2 separate regions of the Zea mays genome follow, and region 2 is linked to region 1. A link is a contact called in public Hi-C data. All regions are on one chromosome and are shown on one strand. The core of a region is the stretch at or near the end of the contact, and the rest is flanking DNA. Distances in the headings are between cores, read along the strand shown. Region 1 holds the start of LOC100272754. Region 2 has its middle 62 kb from the start of LOC103642369.

Evidence for each region. A called contact is a pair of places that touch in the nucleus more often than the background predicts.
Region 2: a contact with region 1 is called in a Hi-C map of tassel, with 4 times the contacts expected there. The contact joins the enhancer-like site here to the promoter of LOC100272754 in region 1. A contact is called at or near these places in 2 of 25 Hi-C or Micro-C datasets (ear and tassel).

The regions. Positions count from the first base shown.
Region 1 is chr10:33,373,423-33,380,683 of Zm-B73-REFERENCE-NAM-5.0, reverse strand. It overlaps LOC100272754, which reads right to left and starts at 4,187. Exons shown (of 4, transcript NM_001147207.1): 1 at 4,029-4,187; 2 at 3,843-3,909; 3 at 3,237-3,527; 4 at 1,129-1,629. The coding sequence starts at 4,118. The coding sequence ends at 3,247.
Region 2 is chr10:33,740,092-33,747,352 of Zm-B73-REFERENCE-NAM-5.0, reverse strand. No RefSeq gene overlaps it. Among protein-coding and RNA genes, the nearest start is that of LOC103642369, 62 kb to the left of the region's middle. Within about 2 kb of position 3,997, at least 17 of the 20 cell types and tissues checked have an H3K27ac peak or open chromatin away from gene starts, as enhancers often do. A contact at or near this core is called in ear and tassel, where this site is marked.

The sequences.
Region 1 (7,261 bases), core at 2,938-5,437:
TGACTCAAAAGGTAGATAGCAAATCACATAAGGAGATCAACTCTTTTATAGGTTTTATAAATTGGGTATTACATCCTCCTAGGTGGTGGCTTCAGGGTCAGCATAGGTGGCGAGGTAAGACTCCCACCAGGACTGTGCTGCTTCACTTAGCAGACTGGGACCATACAACACCTTCTCACGATCGTTGCACTGAGCAGTGCGCAACTGACGTTTCATGGTACGCAGCCAATCCTCGGCGTCCATGGGATCTACATAATGGGTAAAGATAGAGGGATAGCCACTCATGAACTCCGCCCGCTTATATCTGGGCACTTATGGCATCTGAACTTACACCTGAGATTGGGGTGCGGTTTGCTGCTGCTGCACTAACCAGTATCCCAGCATAAACATTTTACCTCGCACAGTTTGGTTTGGCTTTTATCCCCTAAAAGCTAAAAGTTAAACCAAAGAGCTGAATCTAGAAACCAGTTTTTTTCTAAAAGACGACTTTCTCGCAGTATAAAACTGAAAACACATCTAGAGCTGTTTTTAGCAGCTTTTGGATGGAACAATAAAAATATATGTGAAATTATTTTTAGCTTTTTTAGTGGTTTTCACTAAATAGTTTTTAGCTTTTTTAGCCGTTCATAGTCTACGGCAGTTTTTCATAGCTCACAGCCTACAATAATTTTTTTAACAGCACAGCCCAACAGCTATCAACTTTCTGTCTGCTCGGCACGCCATTTCACTTGTATAATACTCCATATATTAAAACATCAGTCATTTACATATTACCCTGAATAGTCTAATTCTCTAACTTAAATAGCAACATAACCATCAGCATGTACCATTACAGTCATTTACAGATGGCACCAATTATGAAGAATATTATCTTTTCAGATGCAAATGTCATGGTTTCTCTGACTTCATATACAGACCAGTAAGCTACCATATTAGTACCCATCAACAATGGTTATAAGAAGAATACCAGACTATACCATGTTCAACTGGTACTAAACATGATATCATGATTGCCTAGGGATTCGCTAAGTGCATCTTTGTATGCCGATGAGTTGATATGTACAATCAAATTGTACTAAATCATTGGGATCTTTACTAAAAAATAAAAAAATATAAGAAAATGAATCTGAAGCACAAATTGGAAAAATAAGGATAAATTGTTTCATTCATACATCTGCGTACTGACATGCCTGTTACATGTAAGAAAGGACATCCAAGGAAACCCTAGCTAGCAACCTTCAAGTGCAAAATACCATAATACAAGGTTTGCCTTCTTTTAATGTTTTCTCTGATATAACCCTAACAGTATAATAGTGAGAAATAATTCCCAGCTTCACTGTATTTAATGGTTCTTGGAGATGAAGGTTAGGTAATACCAAGCTGCAAATGCCAGGCCAAGCACAAACAATGGGAGAAGAAAGTCCAGGAAGGTATTTGGATTAGGAGTGACTTTGTTCCCTTGCATCGTCCTGGAATTTGGTAGAACATCAGCGCTCCAAGGATCTGTGGCCTTCGATGCACTCGGACGAACATAGTCCTTGATGCTTCCAATCAAGTAGCTGTCCATCATGCTGACGGCTGAAGTGCTGTGTCCCACCTCTTCGAATGCTTCCGTGGCATCCCCAGAGGCTTCAAAAATTTATTACAGCCAGATAAAATCAAGCTTAGCAAATTCTATTTATACAAAGTATTTTGATGGAATCATGTAAAGCTCTACACTGTTTGCAGAGTAAAATAGGAGACGCGAAACTATAAATGACATTGTTTACCAAGCTTATTAAAACGATAAAACGTTGGAACGCTCATGGGTGAAATTTTGACTTTTAAACGTTTAAACTTTGTTTAAACGTAGTTTTAAACAACATAGGAAAAATACCAATATATCATAATTTCAGACAATAATATGAAGTTAAATACCAAAACGGAGAGGTTAGTGGCTTACCAAAACTTCACCCATGAGCTGGATTGAACCCCAAAAGTAACTAATAGACCGGGCCCAAAAATAGCTAATGGTCTAAAATGCATAAAACACTACGTTTTACAGTTTAGAACGCTAAAACGTGATTTCAACCTCTAATTAGAGTTTTGACGTTTAGACGTAGTTTAAACAACGTTTAAACGTAGTTTTAATAACACTGTTGTTTACACTGTTTGCAAAGTGAAGTTTGAGATAGAGGATAAGGGATCTGCTAGAGATGGCCTAATATAGTAAACATTATAGTTTTGGCTATTCACTTAAATGAAGATAGATTTTTTTTTAAAAATCTAAGGGAATAATCATAGTGGCATTAGCGATCTGGTTTATTTGGGAAGACAAAGCTAGCGCAAATTAAGGCCTGGAAATTTTGACCTAGATGAAAGCAACATTCGAAGTAAAGAATATGCTGACTACCATGCATTCGTCTGTCTTGAGCACAACATATTTCCAGAATCACCATCAAGAGTTCCAGAATTTTGGCAAGCAGTTTTTGCATAATTAGTCTGTTGAATTCAACCAACTATACAACCTTTCTAATAAGGCAATAAAATGATGATACTGATGTATTAGTGAGAACGAAAAATATTTAAGACTCAAGAGTACCACATATATTTTATTATGGACAGCTTAGCAAGATTTCTATTTGTAAAAAGAGTAGCAAAATGACCAGGCAGGTTAAAATCATTTAGACAAACAAGGAAAGATCTGTGGCCACCAGGGTTCGGCATACAGATGAGAACGTGAATCAGGAATCCGAGAGTATATTTCAGATTTTGGGACCATCCCAAATGCCGCTTCTAAGTGTAAATTCATGGTTTTTTTAACTTAATTTCTCATTCTAGCGGTTCTGGAACTTGGATCAAGTTCTGCATTCAGTTCGCCCAGCAAAGTCTATCATAAGTCTCAAACCATAATTACAAATGAGAAAATTGGACGAGACAATTGCATATTTGGGACTCTAAACATAACGCTCCGTAATATTGCCATCCAAAAGATTTACTTCGCAAAAAGGGGACTACAAACATCTACTCGATTATACTACAATTTAGCCTATAGTCTAGCTTTTCTAATCTAATTTCATGTATTTTTCCCTGATTAGCCGCTTGTAGCCCTATGTAATTATACGCAGCTCGCCTGCTCTCTCGCGCTCACCAGGATCAAGTGAACAGCTGGCCAACAGGAAGCTAGTATTTGTAAATTGTAGATTCGTCAGCAGCAGGAAGCTAGTATTTGCAACTTGCAGCTTGTCTGCACTCACCAGCATGAAGCTAGTATTTGCAACTTGTAGGATGCAAACAACTCTTATTGCTCACGTAATGCTCATGAAACACCAGGACAACGATACAGCTTTTCCATGGTCGGTGTGTCCATGGGCTATGATGCAGACGAGGCGCCCTGTCCAGCATGACATCGCCCAGCACGACCTCACCTAGCGCGATCTCGCCCAGCGTGGTGGTCGGCGCGGCAGCGGCCTCGGCCAGCGCGCAGGGTCGAGCTCGGCAGATGGCGCAGCAGGGGTGAGCCCGGGCCTGGACGGGGCATGGGGCGGCTGTGGGCAGGACGGTAGCCGGTCGTCCATGGCGGCATGGAGACAAAACGCACGCACAAGGTAATTTGGTCTCCTTAGATACAAAATACAGGGAACCAAGTAATAAAAGGAAGATTATACAATAACTGGTAGTATAATCAATTAGAAGATGTTTGTAGTCCCTATTTTGCGAAATAAATCTTTTGGATGGCAATATTGCGAAGCGCTATGTTTAATGTCCCAAATATGCAATTGTCACGAAATTGGACCGATAAGGTTACGGTTCTGTCATCTGTCAACAAGCAGACGAGAGGAAATCAAAGCTGAGCTTACTACCTGATGCATGGAGAAGCACATCCTCTCCCCCAGGGTGGTCCTCCAAGAACTTGGTCACATCATACACCTGAAACCAACCAGCCAGAAAAACAATCAGAGGCCGACCAAACCATATCAGAGGTCGGATCTCTCTCTTCCCCACAGATGCAAGAGAAGCACAGCAAGGATGATCTTCTTCTCACTCGCCTTGCCGCCGATGACGACCCAGCAGTCCTTCCTGGAGGCGTGGAGAGTAACCTCGGATGCGAAGAAGAGCTTCTTGGCCTCCCCTGCCATGGATGGCAGCCGACGGACACCACAGGCTCTTGGTCAAACTCCCTTTCTTGACGACTGCCTTGTCTTTAGAGACGGATGCGGAGGATAGAGGTATCAGGCACCGAGGGAGGGGTAAATCTTGGAGCAAGCAGGTGAGCACGCCAAGAGAGCTGCCTCTGTTCTGGACTTTAGTTGGTTTTAGGGTCACGGGTTGGTAGCTAGTGGCTGGGGCTCCCTCGTCGGAGAAGACGAGACGCCCACCCGTCACCGCATGTAATGGGCTTCGTTTCGAGCAGGGACATGGGCCCTCGTGCACAAAAGATAGCCCACTTGACCCACTGCGTCGTCAGTTGCCGCTGCTGGCCTCTAAAAAGGGGAAGGATTTTTTTTTTCGCTGCTGCTTACGCTCGGCTCTCCTTCCTTTTCTCCAGTCGCATGGCTGCCATTACTCCGCTGCCTGTTCATGAATGATGAATTTTAAGAATTTGTCGATCGATACTCCAAAAGTATATTTATAAGAGTTTATTTTTAAATCATATTAACACATCTTATCAAAAGTTTTGCGCAAATAAGTTATATGAGAACCAAATTCAGCTGATTTAACTAATATATCATTAATGTAAACTTTCATAGTGTTTCCCAACAACTCATAAAAGATCAAATGAATAGGCCTTTGATTAGTGACACCAACATTTTTTAAACCGAATGTCATAACCATCCACTCAAATAACGCCCGGACATATAAAGATCGTTTTAGACGTATCTTTCTCGATCAGGAAGGTCTGATTATATAACACATTGCCATCAAGAAAGCTAATATCTATATTTCCTGATGCATTATTAATTAACATGTCGGCTACAGGTATATGATATTCATCTTTAGGAATCGCCCTATTTAGATTTCGGAATTCAATACATACTCTGAGCTTATCTGAATCCTTCTTCTCCACCCGCACAATATTATAGATCCATTTCGTATAACTGCAAGACCTAATAAAGTTAGCTTCCAAGAGCCTGTGAATTTTGTCTTTGATCCTAGGCAATAAGTCTTGGACGAAATGATCTTGGTCTCTGCTTGAAGGGCTTGAAGCCAGACTTAATAGGTCATCGATGCTCCACTAGCTCTCGGCTTAATCCTGGCATCTCAGTGTAGTTCCAAGCAAAGCAATCAGAGTATTCTTTTAATAAGCCAATCATTTCATTCCTAGGATCGGCTTCAGGGTCTTGTTCACAAAAGTCGGTCTTGGAGTTTTACCTTCCCCTATATCAATCTCCTCCAAAGGATCGGCCGATGTAAACCCATGTCCTAATTTGTCGAGATCTCTAAATTCTTCTCTTGTGCATACCTCAAAATAGTTTGAGGCTCTCTATGCATCCGCAGACTATCCGACCTCAGGGGCCAGACTATCCAGGACAGTGGACTCTCTGCTGCACTCTCTGGTAGCCACCGGACTATCCGATGTTGGGGCGGATAGTCCGTGACAGGGTATGTTCTCTACGCCATTCTCTGGTGCACCTTGACCGTCCAGCCTTAGGGGTCGGACCGTCCACGTCCCGACAGTCACTATTTATTAGTGTGTTTATCATTTTAACCTTATTTATGATTTAGCCGACTCTAGCATTACAGGGATGAACCCTCTTATATCTATGCTTATGAACTGGTAATCAGAAAAATCGACTCCTATGAGATAGGTGGAAGTCTCATAGGTCTAGAGTACAGGGGCATCGGTTATGGCAATGCAAGCTGATGCATCGACATGTACCTGTTCTACCTTATCTCCTACCCATTGTAATAACATTTGATGTAAAGTAGAAGGTATACATTGATTTGCAAGAATCCAATATCTACCTAAGATTATACTATAATTTCCTTCTATGTTGACGACGAAGAAAGCACCAACAAGAGTCTTTGTCCCGATGGTTAATTCAACAGACATGACTCCCTTGGCCTTGATCGAACTATCGCTTCCAATGCCGCTGAGTGTCATATTAGTTTTGACTAATTTGTCATCCTGCTTCCCTAATTTTCTATACAATGAGTATGACATTAAATTCATGGCCACCCCACCATCTACCAACATTTTAGCAATCGGTACTCCATCGATATGCCCGCGCACAAAGACCGCTTTAAATGATTGACCAATTTTTTGGCTTGGTGAAGGCAGTCTCTTTAGGACCAAAATCAAATTGAGCAATAACAGGTTCATCGTCACTGATAATAGTGTAATCGGCTTAAAATGTAATCACATTTACATCCATACCTGGGTGCTCGGGCGAGGCTCTGTAGTCGACCAGGTCCTCTCCTAGTAAATCATCCTCCTCGATGTTGTCCTCTCATCCATGGGCGTCGGCGCATTGTTGGAGGCTTCCTGGTACGGTGCGGACGATCCAGACTCGAGGGTCGGACAGTCCACTGCTGGTTCGGATGGCCTGGCTTCTCGAGCTGGACTGTCCGAGGTACCTATAGGGACCTGCATAGCTGCTTTTTTGTCTTTAATTTTTTGGCCTCTTGAGTTGCTTCGACAGCCTTTGGTTTCTACCTCTTTTATGGCGGCAGGGTACTGTTGGTGTGTGTCATTAAATATTTTTCTACCTCCTTTTCCTTGCTTTCTTTTGCTCTTAAGCGCTGTAATTTGCGCTTTTGAGAACATGTTAGTCCCGATGGGTAGCATCGGGGCATGGAGTACTTCGTGTCAGTTGTTTTACTTGTTGTTCATGTGTTTCTTTCCTTGTTTGTTTTGGTTGATTTACCAAAAATTATCGGCCCTTCATTGTTCCCTTGTATGTCGACATTTGTTGTGCCAATTTTGATGATATTCCATTTCTTGTTCTCTTGGCGTACATGGATATTTTCTCTCCATGCCCCTACCGGATTGGACGACCTTTGTGGCCAAGTAGTCTGGCATCCTTGCTTGACCTGTGCCTGGTGACTAGATTGAGACGACCCTAATCGGTTTTGTATTGGTGGCGCCAACCTATCAGATATAGAAGTTTGGGGTGCTCCCCACATGGGGTACTATGGTATCTGTTACTGATATGATGGTAGGCCCCACATTTTATTTGGGGCATAGAGTGGTGGTAGGTATGCATATTGATATGGCACAAGTTGATATGGGGCGGAGGTAGTAGATAAGGCATGCATAGGCAGCTGACTGGGGGTTTGC
Region 2 (7,261 bases), core at 2,748-5,247, 370 kb before region 1:
TGCCCTGGCATCGTCGGCGATGCGGTGTCTGACATCCTGGGCCAGATGACGCGCTTCTCCGGCCGGTGCTCGGCCTGCCCACTCCTGCCCGATATTTTGCAGAAGCTGCACAAGTTGTCCTGCTTCCTCGTCGAGCCTGGCCTGTACCTCGCGGATTTGCTCGAGCTGTGCGTCCTGACCCCCCGCAGGGACTGGGACCACAGCTAGCTCCCGAAGGATGTCAACGTGAGGCGCAGGCCTAGGGGGATCGCCGTCCTCCGGCATACCAAGGTGGTTGCCTTCGTCGAGACCCCCTAGATCGACGTGGAAACATTCGCGACTTGGGCCACAGTCCTCGTCGCCGAGGCTGTGGCTACTATCGGAGCAATCGGAGAGGCAGTAGTCACATGCGGTCATGAAGTCCCGCATGGCACTGGGGTTATCGAGCCCGGAGAAATCCCAACCATAGTCGGGCTCGTCATCTTCCTCGGAACCCGGGGGCCCGTAGGTCGAGACGGCCGTCAGTCGGTCCCAGGTTGACCGCATATAATACCTCGGAAGGTTCGGATATGCCTTTATGAAAGCATCCACCGAAGCGGGGTCGCTTGGTGGGTCGAAGCTGAATCTAAAAGGCATAGGATGGGAAACGGACGGTACCTCTTGATCGACGGATGGTGACAAAGTCGCGTCAGGGACGGACTGCACCATTATCTCAGGTACGAGGCTAACGCCCAGCAAGTCCTTCGCGAGCGTGCTGGCGTCGTCCGTCTGCTTGGGGTTGGCGTGTTGCGGGGAAACGACGCTCGTCTTCGTCTCAGACGCGAGGTCAACGCTCGACGTGTCCCCCGTTGGGGCACCGGCGCCGTCGACTCGCTCGACAGCCGACGAAGTGCCACCTCCTGCTTGGCCATGCCTGCCCCGCCTCCTCCTCCGTCGGTGGGGAAGGTGATGGGACAGACCCGGATGTTGCTCTTCCGCCATGTGGGGAAGACGTCGTCGATTCCGCCGCCGGCGGGCGGGCTGACGGCCGCCATTGTCGTTGTCGCGCGGCGGAGGAAGGAGTATCATGTCGTAGCTGCCGTCGAGGGACATGAACTCAAGGCTCCTGAAACAGAGCACCGTCCCGGGTTGGAGAGGTTGCTGGAGACTACCCATCTGGAGCTTGACGGGAAGTTGTTCGTCAACACGCAGCAGTCCCCTACCTGGCACGCCAACTGTCGGCGTTTCGACCCCGGGGGGTCCCTGGACCGACGAGTAAATTGTCGCTGCGTGTCCCAGCCCAGATGGGTCCGCGCGAGACGGAACACAAGGGGGGAAAACAGTAAGGGGAAACCGCAGCCTCGTGTTGTCCTGCGCCCAGGGCGGATGCGCTTGCAGTAGGGGGTTACAAGCGTTCGCGAGGGAGAGAGGCAGAGAGAGACTGTCCGCCAGCCCGTTCTCCCGCGCGGCCACCTTCTCGTACGAGAGCCCTGGACCTTCCTTTTATAGATGTAAGGAGAGGGCCCAGGTGTACAATGGGGGGTGTAGCAATGTGCTAACGTGTCTAGCAAAGGGGAGCCAGAGCCCTATGTACATGTCGTCGTGGCTGTCAGAGAGGTGTTGCTGCCCTGTTCATGTGATGTCATGGCCGTCGGAGGAGCGCTTGAGCCCTGTGGAAGCACAGCTGTCGGGGCTATCGGATCCTTGCTGACGTCTCCTTGCTTCCGTAAGGGGCTGAGAACCGCCGTTGTCATGGAGCATGCGGGGTGCCATCATTACTTGTTTTACTGGGGCGAGCCAGATGGGACGCCGGTCTTGTTCCCCATAGCCTGAGCTAGCTAAGGGTAGGGTAATGATGGCCCCTCCTGTGACGTGGTCGGTTCGAGCCCGAGGTCGAGCGAGGTGGTGACTCCTCCGAGGTCGAGGCTGAGTCCGAGCCCTCGGGTCGGGCGAGGCGGAGACCGTCTTCCAGAGTCGAGGCTGAGTCCGAGCCCTGGGGTCGGGCGAGGCGGAGACCGTCGTCCGAGGTCGAGGCTGAGTCCGAGCCCTAGGGTCGGGCGAGGCGGAGACCGTCGTCCGGCGTCGAGGTTGAGTCCGAGCCCTGGGGTCGGGCGAGGCGGAGACCGTCTTTCGGCGTCGAGGTTGAGTCCGAGCCCTGGGGTCGGGCGAGGCGGAGACTGTCTTCCGGCGTCGAGGTTGAGTCCGAGCCCTGGGGTCGGGCGAGGCGGAGACCGTCTTCTGGCGTCGAGGTTGATTCCGAGCCCTGGGGTCGGGCGAGGCGGAGCTTCCTATGGCGCCCGAGGCTGGACTTAGCTGTTGTCGGCCTCACTCTGGCGAGTGGCACAGGAGTCGGAGCAGGGCAGGCGGCGTTGTTTTCCTGTCAGGTCAGTCAGTGGAGCGGCGAAGTGACTGCGGTCACTGCGGCCTTGTCGACTGAGGAGCGTGCGTCAGGATAAGGTGTCAGACGATCCTTGCATTGAATGCTCCTGCGATACGGTCGGTTGGCGTGGCGATCTGGCCAAGGCTGCTTCTCCGCGAAGCCTGCCCGAGCTGGGCCTCGGGCGAGTCGAAGGTGCGTCCGTTGTTTGAGGAGACCCCCGGGCGAGGCGTGAATCTGCCTTGGTCTATTGTTCCTGCCCGAGGTTGGGCTCAGGTGAGACGAGATCGTGTCCCTTGTGTGGATGAAGCCTTGACTGGAATCGCGCCCATCAGGCCTTTGCAGCTTTGTGCTGATGGGGGTTACCAGCTGAGATTAGGAGTCTTGGGGGTACCCCTAATTATGGTCCCCGACAGGCCTCGCAGTGGATCCCTAGCCATTCACCTTGGGAGTGTCTAAGGGTCTCGCAAACCCTGGCTAAACGGGAAACATGTCTTGTGGGTAAAGTTGTGAAACCTCTGCAGAGTGTAAAACTGATATATCAGCAGTACTCACGGTCAAGAGCGGCTCAGACCCTCACATGAATAACTTATGAAATTAAACTTAATTTGTCATATGCATTGCATTGTTGGATTTATTATTAATTGTGATCTCTTATTTTATTGGAATGATATCTACTTATACTTAGTAACTGCAACTAAAATTTTGACCAACTTATTAAAAGAAATGCTCAGGCTTAACCCTATTTGTTAATGAGCCTTACACTTTACATGAGCCCCGTCGTAAGTGAGCTCATGCATATTATTCCCTACAACTTGTTGAGTGACGAACATATGCGAGCTCAACCTTGTTGTACTAACCCCCGGTCATGGACAGGTACCGCAAGATAAGCAACATGAAGGATGGCGTGATGAGTTCATGAGAGGTCTAGGTCGTCGTCTCCCAGTCAACTATGGTTGCGAAAGATCGTTGTCTTCATATGATGTATTTATTTAGCTATTTTGTACAGAACCTCAACTATATAATAAAGATGTGACATTCATTTCTATACCATGAGTTATCATATGTATGAGACTTGATACTAGCACATATTTGTTTCGCGCCCGAGTTTGCCCTTAAATCCAGGTGTGATAGTACGGGCGACCCGATGAGTGCCCATACCACATGGGTATGAGTATGGGGATAAATTCATATCTACCCGTAGATATGGGTGGCTCGACATGATTATTTATTCTCGAGGGTGTGTATGAGATAGTAATATTCGATGAGTATTTACGTATTGTCATCTCTAACCTGGTTGCCGCTTATACAATCAGTGCCAGTCTGTTTACACGACCCATTCAGGGCCCTCAATCCTCGAATTCGGCCTTCTTACTCGCCGGCCCATTTTCTTGTGCTCGTGACTCTTGAGTGTTCTCCGGTTGTCTTGCCGCCACGGCTGACTTGGACGCCCGCCTCCTGAGTAGTTGGGAAAGTGATGCTGACAGTACGGCCCATAGCCATTCCGTGTATGAACCGTGTCTGCTCCTCTGCTCCATCCTCCTTTGCTGCTGTTGCCGAATGCCGACACATGGCGGAAAGGCCTCAGCGCCGACGACCGACGGTCCCGCAACCCCAGGCATCCGGAGTCGGCAACCCGCCCACCCCGGAAATATCTCGCACATGACATGGCGCGTGGTCGGCGTGGGCCCACTGCACAGTTGGGAGTTGGGACAGGTGCCGAGGTGTGGACGGCCGGGATCGGAAATGTGACCTACGCACGGCACGTCAGGAGGTTCCGTGTTGTGGACAGCGACACGCTGGACACTTGGATGTGCTTAGCAGCACAATTAGATATGGCCACGTCAGATTGGAATGTGACGTCGTCACTCGTCAGTGACCGCTGGATCTTTCTCAAAGTCTGTTATCTGAGCTTTGCAACAGGGATTTTGGCATGGGCCCACTGCACAGCCGAAAGGTTAAGTTGATACGGTACGGCTACATCTTCAAGTGCTAGTTTAGTAGAACAAAAGTGTGTTGACGAAATAGAGAACGTGTTGAGCAGATGTGTATTTGCGGAATTGAAGTTACACTTTCTGGCTTTAGTGGTACGGGCTCTGGTTACTTCAAGGAGAAGGAATTGGGAATCCAAAGTCGATCTTGATCATAATCTTAGGATAGAGAGCAAGAGCTTTTCTAAATTTCACTATTTATAATATCATTTATAGTGTTATTTACATAAAAACTGTCTTCTATATTTTTTCACTATCCATAAACTTTTCTCTATATTTCTTATAGTTATTGTCATTTTCTATCTTTGATTAATGAAGTCCATATTAATAGAAAACAAGTATATTGGGATGACTATTTAAAAAGATTGTTAGTATTTTTTTTTAAAAAAACTATATTTCTAGCTATTAGAAAGGATATAAAGAGTCCCCTAATAAAGTTGCTCTAAGAATGCACGGTGGCCTATGCTTTCCAACTCTATAGTTTGCCTTTCTTCACGCGCTGGATCTGCTAGGGAATTGGGAATATTAGGGACATGCGATGCTCATAAAGATTTATGATTTTGGCAGAAGAGAAAAGATTAAGAACAAAGTGGTTGATAAAGAGCCACTTGGGGACTGCTGCTGTGGCTGTGGTTAATTTTATACAATGCTAATTGCTAGATAGTCTGTACGCATGACATGCTTTCTTGGAAGTGCACTTAATTTTGGGCGTGCAACACGCTCCAAACTTTCTGCAAAGTTTATATATATATGAAAAATAACAAAAACAGGATATCTTGGTGACTTTTCGGGTCTTTATTTTTTTGGTCCATGTAACCAGCGAGGATTATCCACCATAACCACAACATAGATAATAGATTCACTGCTGCAAAATGCAAAATCTATATCGGTTAGGAACTGGCTACAATACGGGACTACCAACCGGTACCTAAAGACCTCGATCTTTAGTCTCGATTGTATGAACTAGTACTAAAGAGATGACTTTAGGACTAGTTGACTTGAACCGGTACTAAAAGACGTAACCTTTGTACCAGTTCATACAAAAACCCAGGGCCGGCCCTGGGGGTGCAAGCGGTGCCACCGCACCGGGCCCCACAAAGCTAGTGGGCCCCACCCCATCAAAAATATTCCACGGACGGACTCACGGACCCTGCAGCCTATAGGCTATAGCGATCGACCGATCGTTCGCCTTCGCCTGCCGCGGTGCCGCCCGCCTAATCGCCTGCCTGGCGTCCGCTCGGCCGCTCCCGCAGTCCCGCGTCCTGGGCTCCTCCTAGCGGTTGGCAATCAGATATTCAGATCAGCCGAGCCGATCAGTCAATCACCGCCACCGGATCACCGATCAGGTGATCACGATCGCCGTTCGCGGATCCGGCGATCCCTCCCTGCGTGGTCCTGCGTCCTGCGAGCTATTTAAGGTAACTGATTGTTGGCTTATTGTTGGCTTAATCTAATTAACAAATTTAAGATAACTGATTAATAATAATAACCACACTATTTAGATATGTATAGTCATTCTTATGTTATCATTCAATTTGTGATATATATCTTTTTTATTTTCAGTGCTTTGTGTAATCATGTCATCGAGAAGATATCCATCTGGAAGTGAAAAAAGGAAAAGGAAAAACGTGTGGATGATCTCATAGACTCATAGAGAGGAGCTATTGACAAGTTTTTCAAGAGCAATGCTAGTGCTTCGACGAATCCAAATGATGCGTTTGCGTTGGCAATAGTTCTCGTGGGGACAGAGGAACCAACCAATGAGAAATCTAGAGAAGAAGAACATGTTGATATCAACGCCGATGATAACAATGTAAGTGACCATGAGAATATGTCTAATTCATCAGATGCACATGCACAGTTTGGTAGTGTTGATGAACAACCTGACATTTTGAAAGGGAAATAGGCTAAAACATTTTCCTAATTGATTTTGGTGGTTGAATTGCCCAACACAAATAATTGGACTAACTAGTTTGCTCTAGATTATAAGTTCTACAGGTGCCAAAGTTTCACAATAAACCAATAGAAAGTTAAAAGAGAGGGTTCAAAAAAAAGGAGCAAAGCAACCAAAGGCTGCCCTGGTCTGGCGCACCGGACTGTCCGGTGTGCCACCGGACAGTGTCCGGTGCACCACCGACAGTGTTCGGTGCACCAGTGTGGATCAACTCCAACTCGCTAGCTTCGGGAATTTGGGGAGCCACTCCGCTATAATTCACCGGACTGTCCGGTGTAGCACCGGACTGTCCGGTGTGCCAAGCGGAGCAACGGCTAACTGCGCCAACGGTCGTCTGCAACAGCTACAGTGAACAGTGCGGACTGCACGCGCAGAGTCAGAGCAGGCGCCAGAAAGCGCACCCGACAGTGAACAGTGACTGTCCGGTGCACCACCGGACTGTCCTGTGGCCCCACTTGTCAGGGCTCCAACAGTCGAACCCCAACGGCTGGGTGACGTGGCTGGCGCACCGGACTGTCTGGTGCGCCCTTCGACAGCAGCCTTCACCAACGGCCACTTTGGTAGTTGGGGCTATAAATACCCCCAACCACCACACTTCATTGCATCCATGTTTTCAGACATTCCACTCAATACAAGAGCTAGTGCATTCAATACAAGACACAAATAGAGTGAATCAAAATCTCTCCAAGTCCCAATTCCACTCAAAGCAATTAGTAACTAGAAGAGAGAGTTTTGTCGTGTTCTTTTGAGCTCTTGCGCTTGGATCGCTTTTCTTCTTCCTCCATTTCTTGTTCTCAAGTTCTTTGTAATCAAAGCAAGAGACACCAATTGTGTGGTGGTCCTTGTGGGGACTTAGTTCCCAATTGATTGAGGAGAAAAGCTCACTCGGTCTAAGTGACCGTTTGAGAGAGGGAAAGGGTTGAAAGAGACCCGGTCTTTGTGACCACCTCAACGGGGAGTAGGTTTGCAAGAACCGAACCT